Regions from separate parts of the Mus musculus genome. Here regions 1, 3 and 4 are each linked to region 2. The links are chromatin contacts, called in public promoter capture Hi-C maps. All regions are on one chromosome and are shown on one strand. The core of a region is the stretch at or near the end of the contact, and the rest is flanking DNA. Distances in the headings are between cores, read along the strand shown.

What was found. Promoter capture Hi-C pulls out the DNA fragments that hold promoters and counts their contacts.
Region 1: a contact with region 2 is called in a promoter capture Hi-C map of pre-B cells, with 2.3 times the contacts expected there. The contact joins the promoter of Cadm4 here to the promoter of Coq8b in region 2. A contact is called at or near these places in 2 of 39 promoter capture datasets (cranial neural crest and pre-B cells) and 1 of 115 datasets of contacts at active chromatin or transcription factors (astrocytes).
Region 3: a promoter capture Hi-C map of pre-B cells shows a contact between it and region 2, with 6 times the contacts expected there. The contact joins the promoter of Irgq here to the promoter of Coq8b in region 2. A contact is called at or near these places in 3 of 39 promoter capture datasets (cranial neural crest, hippocampal neurons and pre-B cells) and 3 of 115 datasets of contacts at active chromatin or transcription factors (astrocytes, double positive thymocytes and stem cell-derived neural progenitor cells).
Region 4: a promoter capture Hi-C map of pre-B cells shows a contact between it and region 2, with 4 times the contacts expected there. The contact joins the promoter of Zfp526 here to the promoter of Coq8b in region 2. A contact is called at or near these places in 4 of 39 promoter capture datasets (cranial neural crest, liver, pre-B cells and 1 more).

What each region holds. Positions count from the first base shown.
Region 1 is chr7:24,480,651-24,483,446 of GRCm38.p6, reverse strand. It overlaps Cadm4 (cell adhesion molecule 4), which reads right to left and starts at 1,424. Exons shown (of 9, transcript NM_153112.3): 1 at 1,285-1,424. The coding sequence starts at 1,348.
Region 2 is chr7:27,231,742-27,234,698 of GRCm38.p6, reverse strand. Coq8b (coenzyme Q8B) reads right to left here and starts at 1,686. Exons shown (of 15, transcript NM_133770.2): 1 at 1,526-1,686; 2 at 1,127-1,234; 3 at 878-997; 4 at 692-758. The coding sequence starts at 1,231.
Region 3 is chr7:24,529,093-24,531,960 of GRCm38.p6, reverse strand. It overlaps Irgq (immunity-related GTPase family, Q), which reads right to left and starts at 1,313. Exons shown (of 3, transcript NM_153134.3): 1 at 1,057-1,313; 2 at 46-577. The coding sequence starts at 575.
Region 4 is chr7:25,219,599-25,222,738 of GRCm38.p6, reverse strand. Zfp526 (zinc finger protein 526) reads right to left here and starts at 1,314. Exons shown (of 3, transcript NM_175436.5): 1 at 1,235-1,314. Dedd2 (death effector domain-containing DNA binding protein 2) reads left to right here and starts at 2,880. Exons shown (of 5, transcript NM_207677.3): 1 at 2,880-2,975.

The DNA.
Region 1 (2,796 bases), core at 175-2,674, 2.8 Mb after region 2:
GGCTGGGCCACCTGGTCCCAATTCTCAACTCCCTATAGGAGACCTCAGCCCTGCCTTTGCTCACCAGCAGCCTCCCCATGATGGATTCCTGGGCAAAGTAACTTGACCCACCGCAGGGGAGTGTCCCATGGTGGATATAAGAAACACAGGGTTCTAAGTGTGAGCATTCAGGTGACATTTCCTGACCTTGTCCCCAGCCTCAGGGTCACCGTGTCTTGGGTGGGGGCTGGGGGGTCCTCCAGATTCCCATAGTGAGTGAGAAAGACATGTGGATGTCCTGGAGGGGGCTCTTCTGTGAAGTGTGGCTTGGATGTGTGAACGGGTGGGAGGGTTTGGGGGAGACATTTGTGGAATCCACGTGTGTGCTCACATGCCAATGTTCCCTATATGCCACTTCACACATCTATACTGTCACTGCCCTGCCTGACACCACTCTTCTCCAGGAGCGAGGAGGGATACAGAGATGGGAAAAGGAGGATGGAGGATGCATGGAGAGAGGAAGCAGATTTGGGGGAGAGGGAGACAGTGGGGTAGAGAGGAGAAAGGAGGCAGCTAGGCAACAGAGGCTGCTAGAGAAATGGGAGAATGATAGGGGACAGAGAAGGGAAGAGATACAGGATGTCAAGGAGACGGGGAGAGAGATGGTGAATGGGGACATAGAGGGACGACAGCAGCACAGGAGGCGGCAGAGTGAATAGAGGATGGGGGGCAGGCAGAGTGACCCAGGAAAAAGGGACAGAGGTGGGGGACAAAGGCGGCGTGGAGAAACGGGAAGGGGGAAACAAGGAGAAAGGAGGACAGAGGGAAGGAAGGACAGGACTTGAAGACTGAGGGACAGAGGACAAGGGCTGGGGGAAAATGAGAGAGAGAGAGAGAGAGAGAGAGAGAGAGAGAGATCTAAAGACTAGGACCGAAGGACAGTGGGACCGGCCTGGAGAAGGAGGGCTTGGGGACATAGGGGGAGGGAGGGTCTCGGGCCCTTTGTCCCCGCGGGATCGGGGCCTGTGCGGGGTGGGGGGGCTGCGGCACGGCGGCCGGGGCCCGCGTCCCCCCTCCCCTGCCCGCGGCTCTGGGCTCCTGGCCCGCGCTGCGCTTTGTCCCGGGGACGAGGGTCTCCCGCAGCCCCCCCCCCCCACGCAGCGCATTGTTCCGGCCTCTGCAGGCCCCCAGGCGACCCAGCTGTCACAGCGACGAGACCCCCTCCCCAACCCGACCGCAATACGCACACCTCCCTCGTCACCCCGATCCAGCCCACCGACCCGGCCCCCACCTCCGTCACCCTACCTGGCCCCGCCGCGGCCGCCCACAGCAGCAGCAGCGGCCACTGGAAGCGCCGGGCCCGGCCCATGGTGCCGCCGCCGCCGCCGCCACCGCCGCCGCCACCGCCGCCGCCGCTCGCTCCCGGCCCGGCACCTGCACCTCCCGCGCCGTCGACCCCGCCCCCGAGTCCAGTCCCGCCCTCTGCTCCGCCCACTGCGCGCCTTGGTGGGCGTGGCGTCAGCTAAGGGGCGGGGACCGGACGGGGACAGAGGGGCCCAGACAATGCGGGGAGAGGGAGGACGGGAGCGCGGAAGGGCGCGCACGGGGGTGGGAGAGCAGGACAGCATGCGGACCCGGGCGCGAGGGCAGGGCGTGAGCGTGACGGCGTCGTGGGAGCCAGTGGGGGAGGACTTGGGAGAGCGGAAGGTCGTGAGGGTCGTGTGAAGGTGCAAAGGTGTGCGTGCGTGTGCGCGCAGGCGTAGCCTGGACTAGCGGAGCTCCCTAGAGGACGCTGCACGGGAGACACGGGGAAGATGCGCAGGAGATGCACCGGAGTGTGCGCGGAAGATGCACGAGAGATGCGTGGGAGAGGCGCGGGAGATGCACGGGGGAATGTATAGAAGACACACGGGAGATGCGGGGAAGATGCACGGGGGTTGTGCAGAAGCTGCTTGGGAAACCCATAGGGGGTGCGTGGGAGATGCTTGGGAGATGCGCGAGAGGGCGATGCTCGGAAGCGCGCGAAGGTGCGGGGTGCTGGCGTGTGCTGTGAGTGTGAGCTTTGGGGGAGAGGAGTGTGATGATGCCACAGTGAATGTGGGCAGGGAAAGACTGAGAGGCTGGGCAGCAGCGGGTGGCTGAGCAGGTATGGACTTCTTTGGGCAGGGCATAGAATAGTGTCCGCTCCCTCCCTCTAGTCCTGACCATGACTCGCCAAGTTTCAGTCTTCTTTCCCTGGGAGGGGCCTCCAGAAAGCTAACCAGACTGGAAGGAAGTCTTAACCCTAGGCCCTGGGGAGAGCGAAGCCCCTGCCTGGGGCAATCTTCCAGGTATGGCATCCAGACGCTGTACTCTTTCCCACACTGTCCAGTCAAGTCTGTCTGTGTGACTCTGCCTTTCAGGTTCTGTTCCTCATCCTGGGGGGCTGACTCATCCCTCCAAACTTTGCTCTCTTTTTTCTTCTTGGGTGTGGGTTCCCCTGAACCCACCCCTGTGGCCACCTGAAGGCCTGGAGCAGGCTTATGACTCATAGGACCAAGAAGAGGAAGAAAGTGAGGTGCTGGTGGCCTCTGCCTCTCACAGGACTCAGGGACAGCAGGTAAACTGGGTCAACATATGCCCATTCTGAAAAGCTCGGCTTTTTATTTTCTCTCCATCACTTCTAAACTGTTGTATATCCAGGTCAACCAAGGGTCATCATCACATGACACACTTCCTGTCCAGTGCCTAGCTCCCAGCATCCTCTCTGTCTTTAGTCCCAAATTCATCAACTCTTATGTCAGGACCAAAACTCCTAGCATCTTGTTTCAAGGACCA
Region 2 (2,957 bases), core at 437-2,936:
CATTATATTTTCTTATATGCTATTTTCTTTCTTTCCTCTCTCTCTTTTTCCTTCTTCCCTAGACAAGGTCTGTGATGCCAGGCTGGTCTTGAATTTGTGAGTGCAAGCAGTCCTACAGTAGTAACCGAGCAGGCAGCTGAGCCTCCAGCCATGCACTCCCAGGCTTGGCTTTTCAATCTCTCGGTGTTAGCTTCTCAAGAACAGGGATTACAATGGCCCTTTCCCTCTTTCTCTCTCCCTTCTTTACCTTTCTCTCCTTTAAACAGGGTCTCATGTAGTACAGGCGGCCTCAAACTCTCTATGTTGCCAGGAATGACCTTGAACCCTTGATCATCCTGTTCCCTCCTACCTACATCCCAACTGCTGAAATTCCAGGTGGGTGTCCTGGCCACCTCCTTTCCTTTTTGGAGGGTTGGTTGCAACACATTACTTTTTGTTTCATACATGTCTGAACAATCTTGCTGCGGAACCTAAAGTCCTGCCACCTCACCTCTCAGCCCCCACTCCTCCATCAATAGAAGAAATAAACACAGGCCTAGCCTACAAGACCTTGCTCACATCAGGTTCTCAATAAACAGTAAGGTCTACGTTCTGTTTTTCCTTGTCTCTCTCTCCCTCCTAACCCTGTCTTTGATTCACCCTTTCCCTTGCTTCACCTGTAAATGTTCTCTCTGATCGAGGTCACACCTACCCCCAAAGCTGGCCAAGCGACTGATGCGGGAGGCAGGCACCTTGCGTTCACGAGAGCGATCACTCAGCTGAGAAAGAGGAGAGGTGTGAGGTAGGGAAGGTGGACAAGATGGCAGAAAAGCCCTGCAGACTTGCTGCCACTTTCCTCAGACTATCATGGGGGAGGGGGAAGAGGAAGCAATGATACCTGGGGCCGGGGTGCCTTCCTGAGCCGGGCCTCCCGTGCCCTGCGAATGTCATCTTCACTGAGGCCTCTTCCAGGCTGGTCTTGATGAACACTTTGGGCCAAGCAACTCCTACATGGCCCCTGCAGAGAAGTGGATTTTAAAAGAATGAAGGTCTAATCCTTTTTAGACCCATCTACATCATTTTACCTACTCCCCACCCCCCTTCCCTCAACCTCTTTTCCTTGGAGGCCCCCTCCTCAGCCTCTTACCCACCAGTGGGGCCTAGGTCCTAGGGCCCCCCCACAGGGCAGACGAACAGCCCTGCCCAGCGGTCCACAGGTCCTGCGCAGCATGGCACCTAGCTCCAGCCACATTGCCTAAGAAATAATAAGGATTACAGTACTGGGCCTCCTGCTTTGCGCTCTTGTTGGAAAAGCCCCCCTAACCCCCATATCTTTTCCCCTTTTATTTCCAGGTTTCTTCTAGTTACCCCCCCCCCCCCAGCCCGCCCACGTTGCTAAGAACTCAAGTTTTCCATAAGCGCCTCCCCAATCCCCACAAAACTCCTCGCTGTTGCTAAGGTTCTCTCCCGTTGCTAGACGTCCACAGAGCCGCCAGGACAACTCTCTACTTCTCAGCGCCCCTTTCGTTGCTAGGCATCGCCTTACCCTGGGCTGTTAAGCATTCACAATTCCTGTGCTGCCCCCTGCCTAGACACCCCGTTACGACCCCGTTACGGGGCACCTCCCCCGTTGCTAAGCACCCAGTCCACCAGGTTTAGGCTCCAGGTCTAGCACCCGCTGGGCCTCTTAAGCTTCCGGGAACGTCCGCACACCCGCCCCCTTTGATCAGCTAGCCAATGGTAGCACAGCAGCTCGCCGACGTTTGCAAAAACTCACCCCGCTGAGGAGGCGTGGCAAGGGGTGGAACCTAGGCTAAGGCTCTGTGGGTCTTCTGTGTTAGTCGGTGCGCACGTGAGCTCATTGTACTGACCAATGGTCCTTCTTGACAGAATTCTTCTACCCTCCTTTGTCCCTCTCTGTCCCTCTTTGTCTCTGTCTCTCTGTCTCTCTCTCTGTCTCTCTCTTCTTGCGTCCACTTCCCACCTGCTGAAATTGCAGGTCTGAACCATTATATCCACTTACATTTCCGCCTGCCAAGCTCAAAATCTATCCTATGTATTTGGACATCCTCCCCCAACCCCTGCCACCACGGATGCACGAATCCAGGGCCTTGTGCATTCCAGGGACGATTCTTGACCACTGAGCCACAACCCTAGAAATCTTTTTTTTTTTAAGATTTATTTATTTATTATATGTAAGTACAGTGTAGCTGTCTTCAGACACCCCAGAAAAGGGCATCAGATCCCATTACAGATGGTTGCGAGCCACCATGTGGATGCTGGGAATTGAACTCAGGACCTCTGGAAGAGCAGTCAGTGCTCTTACCCGCTGAGCCATCTCGCCAGCCCCAACCCCAGAAATCTTTAAACACATATTCTTCCAAGCAAACATTTCCCTTGCACATGGAGCCTCTCCACTTTGTACCAACACCCACGTCCTGGCACCCAGCCTCCTTCCTGGCACATATAAATCCACTGCCTTGCTTAGGAACTCTTCTCTGCCTTCACCATGACTCCCCTTGGCGGCATACTGTGCCGGTGTTCCCTCCTGCAGTCTACTCTCCACTCTGCCTACTTAGGAGATGGCCCTCAGTGGGAACCCTGCTTCCTTAAGGCCTGACATTTCCCAGAACACACTCAGTCAAGATTCCCAGCGCTGAGTCAGGAGCCTTGGCATGAGAGAAAATTGACTCACTCCTCTTGCTGTCTGGAATAGAAACAGCTGGTGGCTGGGACATCTTTCCCACAATTGAAGAGATGTGTTCCTCACGGCACCCTACTGTCGCTGTCTAGCCCCACCCCCTTTGTTGGGAAAGTCTGTCCCTTTACTGTGTGACCTCAGAAGAGCCCTCCTCCTTCTCTGGACCTCATGTTCTCTAACTTGTATGATGTCTGAGGTGGGTTCCCGTATCTGACTTCTTATTAGCCTATGAAGAGATGACTCATCCTGAAACCTTGGGCCTGTGCCCAATGTCCCT
Region 3 (2,868 bases), core at 64-2,563, 2.7 Mb after region 2:
AGTTGGATCTAAGGCCACCCCATCCAGCCCGAACTGTCCCCTCACCTCTGCAGCGCCTCCGCCTGGGTCCGCAGCACCACCTGCAGGCGCTCTAGCTCCTCGCAGCGGTCACTGCTGCTGCAATCCGCCGGCGGCACAAAGAGAGGCGCAGCTCCTAACCCAGCACTGTTCAACAAGGCTGCAGTCTCATCCCGGGCTTTAGCTGCATTCTGGGAATCTCCAGGGCGCAGATTCCGGACAGCCAGCAGCGGGGTTCCTCTAGCCAGGGCGGCTCGCGCTGCCTCTCCCAGAGCTGGGGTCAAGGGCTCCTCGCTCCCCTCAGATCCTGGTAGCACCAATACCAGCAAGTTGGCCTCCGCCGCCCAGGGCCCGGGAGCTGCGGGTGGGCAACTCAGCTCACCCAGGAAGAGGCCCGGAGCCGCAGCTCTCAGGCTGGGGACTCCAGAGTCCTGCCGTCCATCGGGAATCTCTACCGTGTCCACATTCTTACCGCATAACGCGGCGATCAGGGCGGACTTTCCCGAGCCGGGAGGCCCCAGGAATAAGGCAGTCACGTCACCCTGAGGCAGAGGCATTGCTGGAAAGCAAGAGGCGGGGAAAGAAATTGGTCAGGGAGCACGTAAGACTTTTTGTTTGCTTCTTTTCTAAGACAGCGTCTCGCTGTGTAGCCCTGGCTGGCCTGAACTCATTACGTAGACCAGGCTGGCCTGACATTCAAGAGATCGATCCTCTCCCCTCTGTCTCCCAGAGTGCTGAGATTAAAGGCGTCGCACTCCCCCACACCAATCAACACCCTCTCCTAACTGATTCACTGTAGATCCAGGCTTCAGTCCTCCAGCCTGTCCTCTACTTCCATTCTCCAGTGTCACGCTGCAGGACCTAGAAACTCAACCCCCAGGGCCTATTCCTGGGAGAGCCAGGTATATGCCCATTCTCCACACGAATGCATTTCTCTATTTAAAAAAGAAGAAACAGAAGAAGGAAAACAAAAACCCTCAAAAACCTGACTGCCAAACTCGAGAATGGTCTTTCCCCTCCCCATTCCAAATCACCAACCGATCAGAGAGGTGACACGCCTGGAGAGCACAGAGGCCCAGCCCCTTAAGACGAGCTGACGGAGGCTGAAGGGGCAGGAGTGTCCGGATTTAGAAACATCCGGACTCCTTCAGGTGGCTCTATACTGACGTCATTCCTTCCAAGACCGGTGTGTCTTGGAGTGCCACTGCGGAGAGGAAGAATTTTTGGCAGCTCCTTCTTTCTAGCTAAGGCTGTTTGGGCAAAGGCACAATAAAACCCATGCGCGTGCGCAGAAAGTTTTGGGGCGGTGCCCCACCAAGACCAGCAACCAATACGCCTGCGCAGTACGTGCAGGGTTTGTACGGCAAAGGGGGACAGGAAGCGATGAGCCCACGCAGTAAGCTTAGCGTTGTACGGAGCACACAACCAACGTCATCATCACGCACCCCTGTACAGAAAAGGACCTCTCCACTTGCCCTTGCGAAGACTTGCCTGCCGTGACTATATTAGTGCCGGACTGCAACCTTGAACCTGACTCGGGGACAATGGTGGTGCAACAGATCACTGGAGTCTGGAGACTAGGAAAAACTATCCCGCTCTCGTCCGGTGGCAGAGCTGTGGCGACCAACTGTCAGGCGCAGCTAAGGGACAGTCTTCGGGGAGGAAAGCAAGAGGCGTCCGTGACCATCAAGAACTAAGAGCAGAAGGCAGTGCATGGGAGCAGCGTGATCCAGAAATGAACTAGTGAACGCGGGCGGCGGTGACTACGGTGAAACAGTAATCAATGTCAGAGAAGGATGTCTCCTGGGAGAAGGCGGGCTCAAGTGTGAGCACCACTGCTTGTGCGGGGGTTATGGTTGACACGTGAGAAACTAGGATGGGGCTGGTAAGAAAGACCAAGAGTTCCACCTTCGAGGGAATTCGGTTTCGTGAAGATGAGGACACAGGGGCTTGAAGACCGAGGTGTCACAAACCCGAGGAGTCTCCCATGTGAGACTGCTGAAGCTTTTCTAGTGAGAGTGTCATTAGAGTTCAGTGAGTGTCAAAAAATAGAGCGAGGCCCACTAAGGTTGGTGGCAGCCACGCCCCCCCCCTCTCTCTTTCATATCAGAACATCGCCCTGAAGACACTGTAGAGGGCAAGCGTCTCCCAAGGAATGGAGTCCAGACAGCCCAGGAGACGACCTCTTTGAGTACTGCCAGAAAGAGGGGTTGGGTGCAGGAGTGACAGACACTAAAGGGACCTCCATATCTCGACGCCCCGCCCTGCTACAGGTGGCCGCAGTGACTACCTGCCAGGAATGACCTCCTCTCATGATCAAAATTATTTCCCTTGATTTGGGCACACAAACAGAAGCAGGACGACATTTAGAGGAATAAAGGGCTGCCAGGCGAAGATTGGGTTGTGGGGTGTGACTGGCAATATCATTACCTGGAATGAGTCCCCAGGGTTCTTGTCCCACTTTCCCCCTAGACTTTCAATATGACTATGCTTCAGTTTCCCGTAGCAAACGTGTGCAACACGGGCTATGGTGGTAGCACACCTTTAATCCCCGAATTTAGGAGGTAGAGGCAGGCCGTTCACTGAGTTTGAAGCCAGCCTGCTCTATAGAGAAAGTTCCAGGACATCCAGGGCTACACAGACAAATCTTGTCTTAATAAACAAACCAAAACGGGCATCACAGCTCACTTCCATGGGGTAGTTATGGAATTAGCTGTCGAAAGGGGAAAACTTGACTTGAATGAAATTTAATTTAAATGATAACATCTACTTTATAACAGCTGTGACCCTGACTGAGTGTTCTCTGCACTGGGTGCATTCGATGCCAAGTATGGAGGAGTGACCTTGATT
Region 4 (3,140 bases), core at 65-2,564, 2.0 Mb after region 2:
CCCAGAGGGCAGGGATCTTAGCCTCTTCACCACCGAGGTGTTTCCAGTGCCAAGAAAGGTGCCCAGCACACAGTAAATACACAGACTCATTCAGTGACGAGTTAAGGCTCCCTATAGACGATGTCCTGGGACCTTAACCATCTCTGTGCACACTACATGTCTACCCATTTTATGCATTTCCATGATACATAGCCCAGTACAAGGCCCTGTTATTAGTTGATGACCAATAAACCATTTGCAGATAAATGACTTGCTAAATGCTCAGGAACCAAACTTTCCTTATCTACCAATTCCAAATACCCCATTAAGTGCGCTCTGTTTTGAAGCATCTCATCTTGTAACCCTGGCCTATCTGGAACTCACTATGTAGGGCAGACTGGCCTCAAACTCACAGAAATCTACCAGCTTCTCCCTCCCCAGTGCTGACATTGAAAGCGGGTGCCACTACACCTGCCTGGCTCCTCATTAAGTCCGAACCAGTCCATAAAGGATTTTCTTAGAAACAATCAAATGGGCTGGGGGTGGGGGAGGTTAGCATTCTGCCTTAGTTACAGCCTCACTGCCAAGACAGAACTCCCCTGGCTTGGATCAGAGCATGCTACATGGCTTGTAGCAGGTAAGGAGCGGATGCCCAAACTTTACAAAGTATGGATGAGCTCATACACAGAAAAACATGGTGCACAGGACCCAATCCTATGTGCTCTCTGAATTTCATCCAACTCAATCCTTCCAAAACTCACTTAACTTGCACACAATCCTAATAACACTGTCCTTCTAGAAAGTAGCACAGGTATCCCGAAATGGACACTTTTCCGCCTGCATTCTTTTCCCTCCCAGTCCTACACCGTGTCAGGGGGTAGGTGGAATTCAGCTAATACCTCTGTATACGGAAAGGAGATCTAAGCACCTACACCAGGGGCCTGAAAGTTCAACTTTCCCGCTACACTGCTTTTTTCCCTCCTACCAGATTCCTCTTCTCTGCAGCGTGAGAGCCCCCTGCAGGGGTGGGGTGTGCAAGCGAGCTCAAGCTGAGGCCAGCACAAGCAGGGGATCCAACGACGCCTCTAGGGCACACAGGAAGGAGCTGTCGATCATCCCGCGCTGCTCCAGCCCCAAGCGCAGGCCCCAAGGCTCTCCGACCCTGAGCGTACCCTTCCCTCTTCCTCCACTCTCTCCTTACACCCAGCGCTCTCTTCCCCGCCCGCCCTGCGGCGCCCTCACCCATCTCTCTTACCTCCAAGCAGCCCCTGCCGCTCTTGACACAGACCCTCCACTCCAGTAGTGTAGGACCCTTCACTATCCACGCCTCCCATTGGGCGGTGCTCTCAGGAGAGGCAGCCAATCAGAGCTGGTAGCGCAGGGCACGCGCCCTCGCGCCTGCGTGTTGGGAGTCAGGCGGGGCTCCGCGAGTTTCTCCACGCAGACACCAGTGCCCTGGAGGCGGTGTCCGGGACCAGGAGAGGCGCCTGCGCAGTTCTCCGGGGCCGCTCCTTTCCTGCTGTTTGAAAATTCAGCGGAGAAAAGTGTGCATCCTTATAGAGCGAGGTCGCACAAATGAACGTGGCGGTGCGAGACTTTGACAGGTGTTATCTCGTAGCAGAAGAGACTGAGCGTTTCTGACAGCGTAACTAAAAAGCCAGACACACTTGTACTTTTCCTGCGCCGCCTCAGTTTTTGCTTACGTGCAAAGTGGACTGGAATCGCATCTCCTGAAAGGTTGTTGAAGGCATTGAATTTTGTCATACACATAAAAATGTTCGGCTCGGGGCCTGATACACCGTAGTACTCACTATAGCCCACCCATCATAGAAGCTTTACCGTTTATAAATAGCTTTCCCCTTCCTCCCATTCTTTGTCTGATTCAATGATATTCACACAGAGAGCCCATACCGTGGACTCCACTGCCATCCGTTTCACAGGTGGAAAAGCTAAGGCCCAGAAAAGGGAAACAAACAGCCAGCATTGAGCCAGAGCCTCCCGCCCCTTAGGGAGACAATTCCGGGGGTGGAAACCAGTCCTAGAAGAGACCTGTCTTAGGCACGTGCTGGCCCTGACCTTGAGTCACCTAAGTGGGGGAGGAGGAGCGACCGTCACGCTCAAGGCCTCGTGTAGGGGACATGAAGACACCCTAGCCTCCACTTCTGTGACAGGATTGCTCTCATAGGTGCAGGTTAGGAGGGGCATCTGGGTGGCTCCAAGACTCAAGAGGGCTCAGAAGCGATTGTACAAAGGCTGTTCTAACCGTGGGTGTGGTGTCTATGATAGGAGGTGCTGATGGACGTCTTCGGAATGTGCTGCACACAGGGGGTGGCAAGGTCTATTGAGATTTGGGAAGAGGTATCATTCTGCTGCTTGCGACTGGAGAATTTATAAATTGGGGCTGGGGAGCTGTATGAGCAAGAATTTCCATGTAGGATCTGAGACAGCAGAGTTGAGTTGTAGGTTTCTGGTTGCCACCAGAATGGGGCATACTGTATTACAAGTCCTGATTATGAGCCTTGAGCGCTCCAGGGAGTCGGGACCCTCGTGACTGGTTTACTTTGCGCTGACAGCTGTTGGCACTGGTCATGTGGGTGTCTAGGACGTGATCAGGAGGAAGAGGTAGTCTGTGGGATGAGTAATTCCACCAGGTCGTGTCATAGGATTCAGGGGACACACACCGAGCCTGAAACCACCATCAAGAGCAAGACACAGCGAGGTTTTGCTCTTGCGCAAGCGCAGCAAGGGAGAGTCCGGACGCTTGGGTTAGGGGCGGATCTGGAGTCCTGGAAGGGGTGGAGCTTGAGGTCTGATTCTGCGCTTGCGCTGTAGGGGCGTGGCGGTCGCACCTGCGCGAGTTGGGCGAAAGAGGAGGAGCGAGGTGACGCAGGCGTAATAATAGAGAAGGTGCCAGAAAGATCCAAAACAAGTGGCTGCGGCCGTCGCCCAGAAGTCATCGGACGCTGGAATCTGGTGAGGATAAGAGAGGCCTAAAGGTGACTGGTGAAGGGTAGCTGGAACCACTTGGGTGCTCGGGTGAGGGCAGGATCGATCGCCCTTTCAGGGAGGGGGGGTCGGATTCAGACAGTACCACCTGTGTGGCGCTCAGGGTTGTCTTGGTCGGTCCCACTTGCAGGGGGCCGAGGGTCACTTTTGAAAGG